Linked DNA regions of Oryctolagus cuniculus: region 1 is linked to region 2. Evidence: chromatin contacts called from public Hi-C data. All regions are on one chromosome and are shown on one strand. Each heading gives the region's core, a stretch centred on a gene start, on an enhancer-like site or on the middle of the called end of the contact. The rest is flanking DNA. Distances are from core to core; before and after follow the strand shown.

The links. A called contact is a pair of places that touch in the nucleus more often than the background predicts.
Region 1: a Hi-C map of an unstated tissue shows a contact between it and region 2, with 2.6 times the contacts expected there. The contact joins two enhancer-like sites. A contact is called at or near these places in 4 of 6 Hi-C or Micro-C datasets (ear pinna, psoas muscle, skin fibroblasts and 1 more).

Annotation. Positions count from the first base shown.
Region 1 is chr5:126,093,612-126,096,445 of mOryCun1.1, forward strand. No RefSeq gene overlaps it. Among named protein-coding and RNA genes, the nearest start is that of TMEM63B, 110 kb to the left of the region's middle. Within about 2 kb of position 1,375, at least 2 of the 8 cell types and tissues checked have an H3K27ac peak or open chromatin away from gene starts, as enhancers often do.
Region 2 is chr5:126,034,626-126,037,393 of mOryCun1.1, forward strand. It overlaps LOC127493036 (a long non-coding RNA gene), which reads right to left. Exons shown (of 3, transcript XR_011389016.1): 3 at 2,515-2,768. Among named protein-coding and RNA genes, the nearest start is that of TMEM63B, 54 kb to the left of the region's middle. Within about 2 kb of position 1,391, at least 2 of the 8 cell types and tissues checked have an H3K27ac peak or open chromatin away from gene starts, as enhancers often do.

The DNA.
Region 1 (2,834 bases), core at 125-2,624, 59 kb after region 2:
GCTCTCGCGGGCTGCAGGCGCCAAGCGGCAGGGCCCATGTGGGATTTATTATAGTGCCATCAGAGGCTAACCCTCAAATGCCTTGTGACACGGAGGACACAGTGACCCGATGGACTCCCCACCTTGCGGCTGTGAGGGCCCCACACTGCTCCATGTGGCAAGCTTGGGGAGTGCTGTGGTGGGGGGGAGGTGTGTGTGCAGGCACGCAGCAGGTGCCTGCCCTGTGACGCCCTGTGCATGCTCTTTGCTGTTTAAAAATACTGTGCAGCTTTGGAGTCCTCTCGACCCCCAAGGCCAAGGTGGCTGGCTGGCTGGGTTTCCACTGGGAAGTCACTGTCACAGAGCTCTTTCTGGTGGTCCCGGCTGACACAGCCCTGCTTGCCACAGGTACTGTCTTTACTGCCAGGGGATCCTGGTGACCGATTCTCCCCTCCCTAGAATGTGAGAGCCACCAGGGAGGAGACATTGGCTGCTTTTTTCTTGCTGTGTCCTCAGGGCCCAGAGCTGTGCCTCGCACACAGGGCCAGGGCTGGGAAGGCTCTAGGGGCCCCCTGGGAACAACACCAGTGAGTGTGGGTGTGGGACAGAGGGTGGCAAGGCGCGCCCTAGCCCTGGCCGCGTTGGATGTCCTGTCAGAGCTCCCTGAGGGGCGTTGGGAGCAGGGGCCTCTGCTGGGTCCCCAGATACAGCTCCCGGGGACCTCTGCAGGGGAGGGGGCAGGCCTCTGGCTGAGCACAGCCCCTGTGAGCACCCCTGAGCCAGCCCATCTGCAGGCAGGGAGGGGCGGGGCGGGGCTCTGCTGTCCCCTACTTCACTGCCCTGAGCTGGGACTCCAGGCCCAGGTCCGCCTCTGCCCGCTGCCACTTTCTTCCTCGGGCCGCACCTGCTCCTCCCCTAACTCTGGCTTTTCTGTCACCACGGCTCTGGGCCCCTCCCGCCTGCATTCCCCATGGCTACCGACTCCTCACATTTCCAGGCTGAGCCACATACGGGTTTCCTGTGTCTTCCCTCCCTCCACTGCCCACCCCTCAGCCACCGTGGGGGCCCTGCTGCCCAGCCCAGCTCCCCCGCTGCCACTGTGTCCTTGTCCAAGGCTTGTGAGGGGGACCCCAGAGAAAAGCTCCCAGGGGGTCCCGCCACCTCCTGCCTCCTCCCCACAGACGAGGGACACTGTCATTGTCCCGGGGCTTCCCAACCCCTGCTGAGGGGGCTCAGCTTTAGTCCTACCTACTTGACCTCTGGCTTGGGTGCGGGGTTGAGGGGGGCAGCGTAGGGGTGGCTTTGGACACCACCTTCCAGGTCTCAGTGGTCCTCACTCAGCCTCTCATGCGGGAGCTCCCAGCCCTGCCAGGGCCAAAGAAGGTGTGCCCACAAAGGGGCATTGGGGTGGGAGGTTTGTGGACTGGGCTCCGCAGTGCCCTGGCACCAATGTGTGTGCACACATGGGTGCACCTGCATGCACCCCTATTTTCACCATAGTACCCCAGATCTGCTCTCTGTAGCCCAGAAATCACAGGTGCCAGCTAAGCAACTATTTAGACAGCAGGATTCATTATTTTACAAAAGAAAACAGGAAAACCAAACTCATTTTGCATTTGGGGAAACTGAGGCCCAGAGGAACAAATGGCTTCTCAAAGTCACACTGGTGTCACCGGCAGAGCTGGGAGCTGTGAGCTGGGACCATCGCAGGCTGCTGGGCTCCTAGGCTGCTGTTTTTGCCAAGACCCGGCTGCAATGTCGCCTCGCAGCAGGTGGCCGGTGGGGCGGTGCCAGGGAGGCACTGTCAGAGAAGTGGGTTAAGGTCACAGGCTCCCCACTCCCGAGGGCCCCCTGTGACATTCCTGGGAGATGAGTGGCCCTAGAAAGGTTGGGCTCTTCTTAACTGCAGGCTTGAGATTTTGGGGTGGGAAGGGGCAGAGTGGGGCAGGGAGGAGGGCTGGGGCCCTGACCTGCAGTCTCCCTGCCACTGGGGGAGGGGGCACAGGGAGCGTGGGTCCATGCTCGGGTGGGAAGGGTGCAGAGGAGGAGGCCAGAGTGTTGGGGGTGCTGGGGACACCTCCTTGGCTCTGGCCAGCTGCCCTCACGCCATGCTGCTGAATGAACTCATTGCCCAATCCAGCACAGCCTCCTCCCTCCCCCACCCGCCCTGCCTACAGGACCGAGTTATTCTTAGTGCGCTTCATTAATCAACGTGTGACAAACGGTGTCCTGGGAGGAATGCTGGGTGCTGGGAGGAGGCACAGGGGGAGGGGGTACAGACATCCTGTCCCAGGAGAGAAGTCGGCATCTCAGGGAGCCCCGGTCTGAGGGGGGAGGCACAGCCCCATCCTCAGGGAGCCCCAGTCTGAGGGGGAGGCACAGCCCCACACTCAGGGAGCCCCAGTCTGAGGGGGGAGGCATAGCCCCGCCCTCAGGGAGCCCAGGTCTGATGGGGGAGACAGAGCCCCATCCTCAGGGATCCCCAGTCTTAGAGGGGAGACATAGCCCTGTCCTCAGGGAGCCCAGTCTGAGGGGGGAGACAGAGTCCCATCTTCAAGGAGCCCCAGTCCGAGAGGGGAAACAGCCCCATCCTCAGGGAGCCCAGTCTGAGGAAGGAGACACAGGCCTATTCTCAGGGAGTCCAGTCTGAGGGAGGAGACACAGCCCCACCCTCAGGGAGCCCCAGTCTGAAGGGAGAGGCCCAGGGACCTGCCCTCAGGGAGCTCCAGTCAGAAGGCAGAGAAACAGCTGCCCTCCCAGCCGAACATGTGGTGCAGGCCCGAGGCACGGACTGAACCTCAGGAGGAGGAAAGGGGTACCAGAGGGGTCCCCAGAAGCACGTGCAGCCACCACAG
Region 2 (2,768 bases), core at 141-2,640:
CCTGGGGCGTCACCCTAGGCCCACGTAAAGCTTGCTCAACCCCTCCCCCCACCCCGGCAGGCTGCATCGTGCTTCCCTCGCCGGTGGCCAGCTCCGTTTTCACTGGATCTGGGCTTGTTCTTTTCCCCAGACTCTCCCTGAGCGCGCAGGCACGGCTCTGTTCTTTTCCATACTTCTCCATGTGCCAGCAGAGGGCGCCGCCGACAGAGCGAGGCCATGGGGGGGGGGGGGGGGACCGGAGAATCTGCCCCGATCGTGGGTTGGTGACTGTGTGTAATGAAACCGACCCAAGACGCCTTCCCTCTTGGTGCCCTGGACTTCACCTGTCAGCAGAGGCCTAGGGGTTACACCGCAGGCTGCACTTCAGAGGCAGCCTTGGAGGTGAACCTGGGCAGGAAGAGGAGGATGAGGGAGTAGCCCCCTCCCGGCAGCCCGGATGGGGAAGGGGCACTGGAGGTCACAGGCTTTCCTCCGCTGACCCTGGAAGAAGGGCTGGGAGGGGCGGCATGGAAGAGCTGGTGTCCCACCCGTTGGGAGGGGACAGCTGTGGACATCTGGGCCACATCTGGATTCCCCGCAGGACAGGAAGCTGGTCTGTTGGGGACCTTCAAGGTTAAGCTGAGACCCAGCCCCTGGTGGTCCCTCACCGTTGCATTCCCGGGGAGCTCTTTCCAAACAGGAGTGTGGGTACAGCCTCGGAATGCCAGTCTAGCCCTCCCGACGTCCCCTGCGACGCGGCACTGGGGACCCCGGCAGCAGCCTGCCCCTCTGGGCCACCCACTAGTGTGGCTGTGGTGCAGGGTGCATGGAGAACGCTGGGAAAAGTGTTCCGGGGTTCGGGGTTCGTCCTGCCCGCTCCTCTTCCTCCCGGGGCGCGGGGCGGGGGTGCTGAGAGAAGGGGAGTGAGACTGCAGCACCCCGTGGGGACCCCGCAGCCCGTGGAAGGGGAGTGGGGAAGGGCTGGCTGTTGGGTCATCCCGTACAAAAGCTTGGGAATGTGGCTGGGTGGGGAAGGGGGGCGAGGGGACAACACAAGTGATTCTTTCTTGGGTCTGGATTCTGGGGAGGGGACAACACGGGGAAAGTCCCTCTCGGTCGGCTGGGTTCCAGGACGCCGGGGCAGGGAGCAGGGGAATGACCGCCATGGCCTTGCAGAACGGCGCGTTGGTGAGGACGCGGGGACGAGGAGGGGGGGCGTGTTGAGTGTCGAGCCCACCCAGACTCTCCCCCTGCCCCCCCCATTCCGGGGGCCCGGCCCCACTTCCCCACCCCTCTCTCGCCCGGCCCGCCGCGGCCCCTCCCCCAGGCCGGCGCGCCACCTCCCCCTCCCCTCCTCCTCCCCCTCCCACCCGGCGCTGCAGCTGCTGCCGACGGACCATTCTGCACGTAGCGAATGGAGGAGACGCACAAGGGAGGCCTCGAGTGCGCGCGCGCGGGAGCCGGAGCCGCGCGGGCGGGGGAGCGACGGCCGGCGCGCGTGCGCGTGCGGCGCCGGCCCCGAGCGCGCGCGCGCCGAGCCCTGGAGCGCGTGGTTCCTCCGAGCGCCGGGCTTGGGGGATGCTCTCAGCCCAGGCCGTGCGCGCCCCTCGTCCCGGCTCCCCGCGCTGTGTGTCCGACTTGGCAGCGGATCATACCTCTGCCCCGGGCCTGCTTTCATGTCCCACTCCCGCCCCACGCCCCTTTCCTGCCCGGCTGCTGGCGTGAGGTGCCCGGCTCGCCCTCCTCAGCCCTGCAGTTAGCCAGGTGCGGCTGAAATCGCTGACCCCTGGTGGATTAGCTTAATGACCCTAGAGGCCTACCTTTGTCCTAGGATCTCAGCCCGAGGGCCTTCACCCCCTCCCGCCCTGGACTTCAGTTCAGGGACACCCCCATAAAGCCCCTTCAAGGACATGCTGGGATGGGGCACTCCCAAGGCTGTGCCTTTCCCTGTCACCTCCTCTTTCTGGGTGTCACCTGCATAGCTCCTACTCCCTGGAATGTCCAGGACTGGACTCAGCTCTGCCCGCACCCCTGGTAAAAGTGTGGCATGGTGAACGCAGAATCCTTGTCCTGGCTTTCTCACGGAGGGTAGGGAGGCTGTGCTGGGTGCTGGGAGGCAGTATCCTCATCTTGGGAGTACCTCCTGAGTTCCAGGGCACCCATCCGCTGCCTCCCCCCCTCCCTGGCCCCGAATCCCTGACCTCTGGGGCCAGCAGGTGCGTGGCCTGGGCGCTGTCCCCTCCTTCCTCAGGTGGCCCAGGCTGGCCCCTTACTGCACTCTGCTGTGTGTGCAGGGAGACGGTGGTCGGCAGTGTGCGTGTGCATACGCATGCGTGTGTGCAGGTGGCTGAGAGCTCATTGTCACATGCTAATTTGAACTTACTCGGTTGTCTAACCTCTCTGAGCCTCAGGTTCCCCACTAATGGGGAGTGTAGTGTTGGCCTGGTGGGGCTGTTGAGGACTGAAATACAATTTGCCCATACTGCACCTTCCAGCGCCTTCCACGTCAGAGGCAGAAGCTCAGTAAGGAGTAGGTTTTTTTTTTTTTTTTTTTTTTTTTATTGTGCTTGGGGTGGTTGACGGCTGGGACTTTTGCCTGCGCTCCCTTTCCCCGATGGGGAGGATAAAGACCTGAGTGCTGGCAGCTCCTTGGAATGTGGAGGTGGGTTCTGAGTAAACTGCAGAGAGAGCAGTACTATGTCATCTTTATGTCATCATCTGAGAATGAGCCGTTTCACATCAGCGTTCCAGACGTTAATATCCGAAACCTTAAAAAGAGAGATCCTGGG